Regions from separate parts of the Mus musculus genome. Here regions 1, 2 and 4 are each linked to region 3. The links are chromatin contacts, called in public HiChIP or PLAC-seq and promoter capture Hi-C maps. All regions are on one chromosome and are shown on one strand. Each heading gives the region's core, a stretch centred on a gene start, on an enhancer-like site or on the middle of the called end of the contact. The rest is flanking DNA. Distances are from core to core; before and after follow the strand shown.

Region 1 (2,700 bases), core at 22-2,521, 820 kb before region 3:
TTACAGAAAGAGACAATGTTACTACTGTTCCAAGCAAATTGAACGTCTGTGTGTGCAGAAGGCCTGGGGTCAACCTTTGATGTCCTTCCCTCAGCGCACCATCACCTTTGCCTTTTGAGACAGGGTATCTATCTATCTATCTATCTATCTATCTATCTATCTATCTATAGAACTATCTATCTATCTATCTATCTATAGAACTAGCCAAGAAGGCTAGGTGAGCTGGCCAAAGAGACCCAGGGTCTCTGCTTCCCCTCGGCTGAGGATACAAGTTTACAGAACTACTTTTAGGAGACACTTTAGAGGGTTCTGGGGAATCTAATTAAGGTCGCAAGAGAAGCATCTGCCCATCTCCCCAGCCCTCAAAACTTGAACTCTTGACAGGAAACACTTGCTCCCCAAATGTGCAAAGGGATGACTCTTCGGCTTCCCAATACAAGGGCTCGATTAAGAAAGGATTGTCAACTTCTCAAGCAACAGGCTCATCTGGAGAGCCACACAACAAACGCTTGGGCCTGTACAGCATTTCTGATTCAGTGTATCCGAGCTGGGCAGGGAAATGTGCATTTTAGCAATCCCAAGGGACTCCATAGCTCAGGCGCCCACGAGGAGCAAGCTAGATTGAACAAAAATCTGGTGGTGTGTGCTTGTCTTCCCTACTGGCTAGCTGAGCTCAAGTCACCACCAGGTCTGGTCTCCCGCTTTTCCAGCCGGCCACACAGCACCTGCGCGGCCGCCGCCAAGGTCGCGTAGGCTGCACTTCGTAAACAAGCGAAAGCGCGCTGCCGCGAGCCTGCGCAGACCGGCCAGCGCCTGCACCTCCACCGCCCTCCCCAGCCATGGAACGCCACCGGCCCGCGCAGCCACAAAGCGCCACCTTACGTTGGACAGAGTTGATGAGAGCGCGGTACTGATGGCGGATCTGGCGGCACAGGCCCTGGTCGTACTCGGCCTCCAAGCAGGCCGGGTCCATCAGCTCGTCCCCAGAATCAGACAGATCGGAGTCCTCCAAGCTCGGACGCTCCGCTGCCTCCCTGCGCTCCGGCGCGGCGCCGCGGCGGGCCAGCGGGGACCGCGAGCGGGACCGGGAGCGGGTGCGATCCCGGTGCGGGTCGCGGCCCCGGCCCCGGCCCTCAGACCGGCGGCCGCTGCTGTCGCCAGACATCGCGCCAATTCGCCTTGCAACTTCGGAGCGGCGGAAGTTCGCGCCAGAAACTGAAACCCCCGGCTGGGCTCGAGCGCCGGCTCCAGGAGCAACGCAGCTCCCCGGCTGGCGCGTGAGCACACAGCGACACCTGTGGCCCGGAGGTCGCGGCGGCGTTGGCTGTGTCTGTGCCTCGCATTGGTTCTTAGTTACTCCACCCTGCAAGCAAGAGTCTTAGGACTTTAGATCTCTGATCCTAATGCCCACCCCACTTAGTCATGCATCTTCCCATTGTCTCTTTGGCTCCTCTGGCCTTGGGGAGGATACAACAAACAAAACAGGGTTCCTTGACTGTACCATAGTAAACTGTTAAGCCTCCTTCTAAATATCTGCACCACCACACGGCAGGTTCACAGCTGATTCTCTAACAACAGATACCCTATAACAGGTCTGAGGAAGATAATTATATGCAATGTGGTTTCAAAGATACATGTATACATATCATTCCATGTAATTGTGTGTGTGTGCACTGTACATAGATACGCATGCACAAGTGTGCATCTGCGGGTACAAACGGCAGGTTGGCTTCAGGGGTCTTCCTCTTTCAGTTCCACATTTTTTAGATTTGTTGTGTGTGTATATACATCCTTTATTTGCGTGCACACTGTGGACGAAATGTATGCAGTGCCCTCAGATGTCAAAATAGGACGTGCACACCTCCTCTGGAACCGGAGTTAAGAAGGGTTTGTGAGCTGCCCTGTGGATAACGGCGATGGAACCCTACTCCTATGAGAACTAGTGCTCTTAACCTCTAAACCATCTCTCCAGCCCACTCTCCACGTTCTTTACCATAAGGCATCTCTAGCTGAACCTGGAACTCGTCTTTTTGACAGGACTTAAATAGCCAGCAAGATCTAGGCATTTTCCTGTCTTCACTTCCAACGCACTAGGATTATGGATCCACACTGCCGTGTACAAGTTTGGTTGTTGTTTTTTGTTTGTTTGTTTTTTGAGACAAGGTTTCTCTGTGTAGCCCTGGCTGTCCTGGAACTCACTTTGTAGACCAGGCTGTCCTCAAACTCAGAAATCTGCCTGCCTCTGCCTCCCAAGTGCTGGGATTAAAGGCATGTGCCACCACCGCCCGCCCATGTACCAGTTTTTATGCCACCTTAGGAATCCTGAGGTAATCTACCCTCTGACACACACACTTCTCCTTCTTCCATCCCTCCCTCTCACATAGGATTTCATGTAACCCAGGCTGGCCTCAAACTGACCCTGTAGCTGAAGCTAATATTGAGTTCCTGATCCTCGTGAATCTAACTACCTCACAAAGGCTGAGAGGATTTTGAGACCAAGATCCAAAGCCTAGTGAGCTCACTGCTACTGAGATATCATTGCTTCTAGAGCCTCCAAAGAAAAAAGAACTAGGAAGCTATGCATAGACACCCTTACACGTATATAAGTGCATCTCTTCATATTTTATGTTGCTGGGTTAATTTAAAACACTAATTTGCATTGACATCACAGAAGAGTGTGTGGGGAAGAAGGGGTGAATG
Region 2 (2,700 bases), core at 121-2,620, 610 kb before region 3:
TGTTCATTTTGAAACTTTGTTTATTTTTTTTTTTCAAATTTTTTAAAAATTTACTTTACCTGTATGGTTGTTTTACCTGCATGCATGTATCTGTGTTCTTGGTGCCCACAGAGGCCAAAAGAGGGTGTCAGATCCCCTGGCACTGGAGTGGTACAGTGAGCCAACTTATAGGTGCTGGGAATTGAACCTGAGTCCTCTAGAAGAACAGCCAGTGCTCTTTACCACTCTTCACCATCTCCTCAGCTACCCTAACCCCCTTTTAAGGAGCACATTTAAAGTGAAAACAATTGGGTTTGTTTGGTTTTCCTTTTTATGTTCTCTTCCTAATTTTGTGTTTGTGGGCTTTTCTTACTACAGCCGTTAAATGGTGATTTCCAGGTATAATGTTCCCATTACTACTGAGGTGTTGTCCCTCAGAGAAGCAGCATTATAAACCATTGCCAAGAGCAAAGATAAGCCCTCCATGCAGAGCCTCTGTCCTGCCACCAGGAAGCGCTTTTTCTCTGAGGGATCGGCAGCCTGCTGCCAAGGACTGGTAGCTTATGTTCTAGGCAGTTGTCCTAGGCCTTCCCCGGGAACAGAAACTGAGAAAGATAATCATGGCATCCCATCTGACATGTGACTGGAGTCCATGCTCTGGTTGACCAGGTCTGTGTGCTCTTGGTTCTGAAGGTGGGTCACTGAAGGTGAGCCCAGGGGTTTCTGGGCAGTTTTGGACAGTGAGATTCAGGTGATCTGTGGGCACCATTTGAGGGTAGGTAGTAGCCAGTGAGCTGGGGGTAGTCAGGGCCAGTGAGCTGGGGATAGGCAGACTCAGTGAGTTAGAATAACATGTAGGTATCACTTGAGGGTGAGCTCAAAGCCTCAAGGGCAGGCAGGGACAATGACTACAGGTCACAGCAGTTTTCTTCTAGGACAACTAAACCGTTGTGTGCACCTTGCATGTGAGCACTAATGGTTCCTAAATGGTCACCTCCAGTCCTATCCATTGCTCTTGTACCTCCTGAATTTTCTAAGTGCTTCTCTTCTTTAGGCCCTCAGAACCCGATTCTATAGTGAGGCAAGGTAAGGCTGGTTATAAACACTCTGCCCCACCCCTTCCCACGGAAGCACATCTCAATCCTCACCCTCTTGCCTCCTCCCCTCTTTCTGTGTAACTGTGCTCTGCTCAGTGCACAGTTTGTTCTCCTGGTTCTCCGAGGATGGAGCAGCAGTCCCATTCTGCCCATCAGGCCGCCGCCACCTCCCACTGTAGCATGGACTTGTGTTCTAACTGTGGTGCAGGCTTTCTTGGCAGCCATGACAACGCTGAGGTTAATGCATAGGGCGGAGAGTGGTCCATTGGATGTTTGGGTTGCCGTGGAAGTAGGCTGACGGGGGAGCCTGGCCATGCTGGTTGATGATGCTCCTAACACTGTGTTTCAATTGTGTTACAAGTTGCTTAATGTTCTGTGAAATAGAAGAATAGCCATGTGTCCCCTCCTCGCCTCTCTGAGGCTCGTAACTGAAGCCTACAGAACACGAGAGAGCTGCAAACCCCTGTCAGTTGGGTTGAGCCAGACAGCATGGCCTTTGTTGCAGGGTTCATCAGGAAGAGTGGATAGATACTGTCATTGGCTCCAGGTCTCCCCTTTGCTGTTAAATAGCAGACCTAATGGCAACACACTTTCAAATCCTGACAGAGCTGACAAGGTTGACAAGAGGAGGCTTCAGATTCTCCTCTGAAGGCCACCGCCTTCTCATCCTTTTAAACAGAGCCATGTGAGCACAGCCAAATTTGGCAGTTGGTCAGTTGTACAAAAACGATCCAATCTTCAGCTATCGAAAACTCGGCAGCATAGACTAGTGTTCTGTATCATCCCACAGCAAGATTTTATTTTGGAAGTGGGGCCGGCAGGATAATGACCACTGTTCACTTACAATGCCTAGCTGGCTCGGCGGCTGATAAATGGCGGTGATAAGCAGGCCGCAGACAGGCTGGGCCCACAGGGTTCCTAGTTACAAAGGCTGCCGTCTCATTAGCCCTTTTGTGTGCCTGCACATGTGCAGTAGGAACGCTTCCCATCCCCCGCCTGGACCTGGCATTGCTCTCATCCATGAGTCTTTGCATTTTCTCATAGTTTCGATGTTCTTTGTTTCAAAACCATGCAGCTGAGCGGGTGAATGCGGTGGTCATGGCCACGTGTGCAGCCTGTGTGTCACGCCATTAGTGGTAACTGACCTCTCTCTCTCTTCTCTCCTCTCTCTCTCTCTCTCTCTCTCTCTCTCTCTCTCTCTCTCTCTCATGAAAAAAACATTCCACAGAGGGAAGCTGCTCACCCACCAGATGTCTCCATCTCCAAAACTGCCTTGTACTCCCGCATCGGGTCCACCGAGGTGGAGAAACCCCCAGGCCTTCTGTTCCAGCAGCCAGACCTGGACTCTGCACTCCAGGTTGCCAGAGCAGAGGTGAGGCCTGTGGTGTCTGGAAGGACCGTGCTCTTGATACTCAGATAGGATCCCAGGCTGCAGTGTCAATAACTGTATTTAGCTGTGAAACTGGTGTCTTTGGAGACAGACTGTCCTCCAAACACTGCAGGCTAGGTGAGCAACACCCTATGAGTTCTTATCTGCCTAGTCACGATGCTAACAGGCATGGCCAACTCACTATAGAAGAGATACTTTGTTGCTCCTCAGGGCTGGGGGGTGGGGCGCGGGGTG
Region 3 (2,700 bases), core at 55-2,554:
CAGATCCTGCTGAGATACGTGAGAACAAGAATGCTTACCTGGACTGCATTCTAATAAAGCTCTTCCACTAATTACCAGTGACCCGCCAACTCACTTCCAGTTAACTAGCCCGAAATCTCCATATTTTTAAGCTTGCTCATCAACCCTGCCGTTGGAAGGCTTAGTGGTCTAACCTATGTCTATTGGCATGTTTTTAACTTCTCTTCCCTAATGACTCCTGTCCTGTCAGTCTCAGAAAATCCACAAACATTACGAGCTGAGAATAAAGACACTGATTCATATGAACACTTTCATCTAGACAAGTCACAAACCTGTCATCCAGGACAGTGCAGGCAGTCTTGCCTCGACTGGTTCCACAATACTCCTCTCCTAAGTATACTTCCATGTTTCTTGCTGAACTCAGAACGCCAACCGAAAGGATTTCTTCACCCCCATTAGGGCCACAGTTCAGGTAAATGAAGCAGGGGTTTTCATCTCGGGGGCTCAGGCTGCTTTTCAGACTAACCGGATCCTGGCTGAGAAGAAAATTGAAAAAAAAAAATCACAGAGATAAGTTTTCCGAGTAGAAGCATAACCCATTAATCCTTTCAAACTCACCTCTACTTGCCATGAGAACCAAGAACCTTCCCCATCACCCACAGATACTTCTCACAGAATTAATAAGGAACAGAGGTTTGAGGCGTCAGGGCATTCATTCCCGTCCACTTTTCCTAGACCGTGGACAGCCTATTCAACTATCTAATTCATTCGCAGTCAATTAAAAGCGTTTACTGAATGTTAAAACAACCATGTGTCTTTTTCCAAGACGCCGTGGTTCTTGTTCCCCCCAAATAGAAGACTGGGGGCGTTCGCGGGTGGGGGGCGAGGAGGATTGTAACAGGAGGGCATCTTGAACACGAGTTTCCCGGCCTCTCCGGCCCAGCGCGCACCCTTTGCCCGCAGCCTCGCCCACCTCCAGGCACCACCGCTCTCCCCCATGCCGTCCCCGCGGCCTCGCTCGGCTCCCTCGCCCGTCTCGGCTCCCGTCCTCCTCCCGGCTCCTCAGCAGCGTGACTGTCACCCGACCCCGGCCCTGGCCCGGCGCACCTCGGAGCTGGCGGCTCCAGTAGCTGCTCGAAGTCCAAGTCTTGGGCACGTGGCCCAGTCCGGGTAAGAAAAAGGCTTTGGGTCAGCGCCCCGCACGCCGCATCCCAGGACGAGGTCAGCGTCGGGCCGCGGTCCAGTCCCGCGTCTTCGATCGCGGTCTCCATTCTGTCTCCTCCAACCCAGGCGGCGTCGGAACCTCTCTCGCAGAGCTTGCGTTTCCTTCAGTGCCCAGGGGAGGTGAAGGTTCAGCACAACTTCCGGTTCTTCCCCCGACCCCACCCCATCCCACTCCAACCCTTCCCATCCCGGGACCCAACCACCACACGTGCGCATGCGTGTTCGTCTCCCTTCCAGAAGTTGGTTTAAAATCTCCGCGGAAAAGAGCCAGGGGTTGGCTCGTGCGCGGAATTCCTCCGCTCCTGGGGCAGGTGCCGCGCGCATGCGCAGTGCTCTGCGCGCGGGAACCCAGGGGTTTATTTCCACGTTGGCAAAGCAGCGACGCTTTAGGGTGGGAGGTGGGGTGGCGCCTGGGCGGTGTCGGCACCCTGAGGGTGGTACCAAAGCAGATAGGTGCGGTCTCCTTGGCTCAAGCAGCCTGTAAAGCCAGCTCCCAATCCGAGGTCCTCGGAAGAGGACTCCGGGGACCCTTCCTGCGCCAGCCCGTGGAGTGAAGGCCATGCAGGCTGCTTTTGAAGCAGTGCGACCACGGCTGATCGCGTTGTTTCACTGCTCAGGTCACCTCCGTGGGCTGTAGAGTGGAGCGCGGCGCTTAGCATTGCAGAATAATGCTGAGTGGCCGAAGGCACTAAACACTGAACCCACTAAGACCCGGCTTCCGAGCCTCAGGAACCCGGTGGAGCGTGCTTGCACGTCCTAAATGACAGAATTCTCAAGGTTAAAAATGTCCAAGAGGCTCAAAGCTGCGACTTAAGGTTTCTCACTCATAACCTTGACAAAAACTGGCAATGGGCCTTGGTCCCTTCAGAAGTACATTGTACGGTCAAACTTTCTGTGGTGACAAGTGGGACTTGAAACTTTATACTCATTGGAAAGAAAGCTAGGTATCGGCTGTCGTTCCACCCCATACCCACCCCCATTATCTTCCTGAAGTGGGTTGTGTAGATAATTTAAACATCTATTGAGGCGAGGGGAGAAATTTGTTTACAGAAATGTGGAGTACCTGAATTTTAAAGTTGTGCTTGAGGCCTTATATATAATTTCTGGGGAAGTTTTGTTCAGCCATAACCTAGTTTTGTCCCAGAACTTTTTGTTCATCGCTCAGAAAAAACGTTTTGCTTTAATTTTCATTTTAGTCTGTATGTGTACCCCTGTTCAAAAAACGTGTTTATGTCATCAAGAAAAAGATGATTGAATTCTATAGACAGTCACCAGAGTGTATGTATAATGTGTTCATCAAGTTTGAAAGAGAAATCAGAGATTCAGTATAAACAAAATCTAGAAACAGTAACCTTTAATTCTAAAAGGCTCAATTTATATTTTTAAAAGAAATTCCCCACATTCTAAGTGGTCATCATTCTTGTTCTGTTTAGTATGGGGAGCCCCCTCAGAGTGCACAACCAATTGAAAGTCTTTATTCTAGGTATAGCCCCTGAG
Region 4 (2,700 bases), core at 120-2,619, 560 kb before region 3:
GGTATTGAAGAACCCCGTTATCTAAGAGGACCCTCAAAGCCAGTTCCAGAGCAGCAGCGCACTGTGAGCCCCAGACACTCTGGTTCCCTATGTTTTCCTCACCCTTGTACCCACCACCCTCCACTCCACCCTTCAACAGAGCAAAGGTCAGGGACTGGAGAACATGTAAACACGGGGTCCTTAGACATTACACAACGCCATCCATCCCTCCCTCGGAAAGTCTGAGCCGTCCAGCACTGGCAACGTTTCCCTGAAAAAGAGGGAAAAAAACATCTGACCACAGGCAGAACATTGGTGATGGCACCGGCCCGACAGCATGCCTCAGCAGGCAGTTCCAGAGCATTACGTGTCAAATGTCTAGACTCGCCAGCCTGGCAGACACAGGTGGAAACTGGGTCCTATCCTTCTGGCCCTCTGCAGGAGGCACCTGTGCAGATAGGCCAGGGGCTACTGGCTAAGGGCCTTCATCCTCAGCCCACACACCCTGAGGTAGACGCAGACTCAGGCAGGCAGTCCAGACTCCCCGCAGCCTCTTAGGTTGGTCTCGCTCTTCAGTACCCACTGACTTCAAGGCAGCTCCTATCTGCTGTCCCATGCTGGGAAGGTGGAGGCAGATGGATCCCAGGAGCTCACGGCTCATTCAGTTTAGTTCAGTCAGTGAGCACCAGGCCAGTGAGAGATCCTCTCAGAAAATGAGGTAATTGAGTAATCGAGGAAGATACTGAATGTCAACTTCTGGCTTCTACCATGTGTGTATACATGAACACGTAGGTATGTACATGGAGGGAGAGAGAGAGAGAGAGAGAGAGAGAGAGAGAGAGAGAGAGAGAGAAAGAGGGAATGTATAAATGTAACCAGGCTAGAGAAGCTCCTGTCAGGGCATTTGTTGAGAAAGGTTGGTACCTCGTTTTCACATCTAACCAAGAGGGAACACTTCCTTCAGTAACCTAGCATTTTTGCTAGGTGCTGACTTGCATGGTCACCCTCGCATTGCCCCAAACCCGACACTACAGTACATCAGAGAGCTGATGAGGATCTGGGCAGGGCCCCTGCTGGCTCCTGGACCCACATCTTGCCTCCAACATGGCACCTTCCCCAGTTCACCAAGTAAGCAAGGCCTCCCAGAGAGAGTGAACCAGGCTGGGAGATTGTGTGAGCCCTGAGCAGCAAACATGGAAGTGGCCAAACTTGGGACCAGAGATGGAACATTTCTGGGCTCCACTCAGTTGACCTGCCAGCCACCCACTGTCGCTTGACCTCCAACCTGTGAGAAAGGCACAAGGATCAATAGTCTTTTCTCAGCAGAGCCCTCTGCCTCTGGGCTGCCCAGCATTCTCTCTCTGAAAGTCAGTAGAGTTTCACCTCGTTATCTTCTTTGGGTTTCACTTTCCATTTTGTAAACAATCTAGAGTAAAACCATATGCAAATATACACGGTATATTTTCCTGACCTCCTGGGCCTCTGGGCTTAATTTGTTTGCCTAGAATGTGGTTCTCAGTTCATTTTCCTTGTAGAGGTCACCACTAGGTGACCTTGTTCTCATAACTCCAATTTACGAAAACCTCACTCCAAGTTCTGCATTCTGGGAAGCCAAGCCCCAACAACTATCCAGTTCCCATCTACACAAAAGTGTGCCTTACAACAGGGGCCCCACTCCCTCTGTCCCCAAGAGCCCCTGCTTCCTGCCTGTGACTCAGAGAATCTCAGAATCTCAGAAATTCCCTAAACAAAACATTGGTGAGATTGCTTAGCAGGTAGAGAGCGCTTGCTGTGCAAGTCTGATGACTAGCGATCCATCCCAGAACCCAAGATCTGTAACTCAGGAATTTCTACTATGAGATGGACGATGGAGACCAGAATGCTCGAGGACTGACTAGCCTGGCGTATAAGGCCTGGTAGCCTGGTGCAGCAGAAACAAGGGAGATGTTGCCTCAGCAAAGTGCAAAGTGAAAGCTGTGTCCCCAAAGCTCTTCTCTGAGTTCCACATACAGGTCAGAACATGTATGCACGTGTACTTATATATAGCATGGAATGCACACACACTCACACACATATACACATACACACATAACACACTCACATATACACACATACACACACATGCACACATACATACACACTCATATACACATATACATACATACACATGCACACATACATACACACTCACACACACATACATACTCACACACATACATACATATACACATACATACACACTCACACTCATACACACACATACATACACACTCATACACATACACACACACACCACATACATGTACATATGTAACACTACTTAGACTAAAGAAGAAAGAAGACATGCCAGTTATTCTTGTCACGCCTGTCCCACACTCTGACAGTGATACTGAGCTGTCTCACATGGAATTTCTGAAACCGATCCTTCTCTGTCAAACACAAAACAATGCCTACCAATTATTGATCACTTGTCAAACACAACACTGAGTGTGTTATCCAGAGGGCTTATCCCCACAGCAACTCAGTGTGCTGGTACTGCTGCCTGCACTTGTCACCTGTGAGACACAGGAAATGATTGGTCAAAGTGGTGCTTCCCCTCTCCCGTACAGTAGACGAGCTGGATCTGAACCCAGGTTAGAATGCCCTCTGAGCCATGGCCAACACCAGAGTCTAGTTACCGATGAGACTTGTTTCCTTACTGATGGTCAAGATCAATAAGGA

Evidence for each region. Promoter capture Hi-C pulls out the DNA fragments that hold promoters and counts their contacts. HiChIP or PLAC-seq counts read pairs in DNA pulled down with a chosen protein or histone mark.
Region 1: a promoter capture Hi-C map of liver shows a contact between it and region 3, with 6 times the contacts expected there. The contact joins the promoter of Nsmce4a here to the promoter of 2310057M21Rik in region 3. A contact is called at or near these places in 7 of 39 promoter capture datasets (the 3T3-L1 cell line, the C10 cell line, erythroid cells and 3 more), 3 of 484 Hi-C or Micro-C datasets (CD4 T cells and the G1E-ER4 cell line), 3 of 115 datasets of contacts at active chromatin or transcription factors (bone marrow-derived macrophages, extraembryonic endoderm stem cells and memory CD8 T cells) and 2 of 9 other capture datasets (adipose tissue and liver).
Region 2: an H3K27ac HiChIP or PLAC-seq map of extraembryonic endoderm stem cells shows a contact between it and region 3, with 2.7 times the contacts expected there. The contact joins the enhancer-like site here to the promoter of 2310057M21Rik in region 3. A contact is called at or near these places in 2 of 39 promoter capture datasets (the 3T3-L1 cell line and stem cell-derived epiblast-like cells) and 1 of 115 datasets of contacts at active chromatin or transcription factors (extraembryonic endoderm stem cells).
Region 4: an H3K27ac HiChIP or PLAC-seq map of embryonic stem cells shows a contact between it and region 3, with 4 times the contacts expected there. The contact joins the enhancer-like site here to the promoter of 2310057M21Rik in region 3. A contact is called at or near these places in 3 of 39 promoter capture datasets (the 3T3-L1 cell line and stem cell-derived epiblast-like cells) and 3 of 115 datasets of contacts at active chromatin or transcription factors (embryonic stem cells, large pre-B cells and pancreatic cancer cells).

The regions. Positions count from the first base shown.
Region 1 is chr7:130,546,110-130,548,809 of GRCm38.p6, forward strand. It overlaps Nsmce4a (NSE4 homolog A, SMC5-SMC6 complex component), which reads right to left and starts at 1,272. Exons shown (of 11, transcript NM_001162855.1): 1 at 883-1,272. The coding sequence starts at 1,165.
Region 2 is chr7:130,748,886-130,751,585 of GRCm38.p6, forward strand. Tacc2 (transforming, acidic coiled-coil containing protein 2) reads left to right here. Exons shown (of 22, transcript NM_001004468.3): 16 at 2,305-2,448. Among named protein-coding and RNA genes, the nearest start is that of Btbd16, 24 kb to the right of the region's middle. Within about 2 kb of position 1,371, at least 63 of the 459 cell types and tissues checked have an H3K27ac peak or open chromatin away from gene starts, as enhancers often do. A contact at or near this core is called in extraembryonic endoderm stem cells, where this site is marked.
Region 3 is chr7:131,361,422-131,364,121 of GRCm38.p6, forward strand. It overlaps 2310057M21Rik (RIKEN cDNA 2310057M21 gene), which reads right to left and starts at 1,305. Exons shown (of 6, transcript NM_026655.4): 1 at 1,087-1,305; 2 at 312-515. The coding sequence starts at 1,250.
Region 4 is chr7:130,799,467-130,802,166 of GRCm38.p6, forward strand. All of the region lies in intron 9 of Btbd16 (BTB (POZ) domain containing 16), which reads left to right. Among named protein-coding and RNA genes, the nearest start is that of Btbd16, 27 kb to the left of the region's middle. Within about 2 kb of position 1,370, at least 35 of the 459 cell types and tissues checked have an H3K27ac peak or open chromatin away from gene starts, as enhancers often do.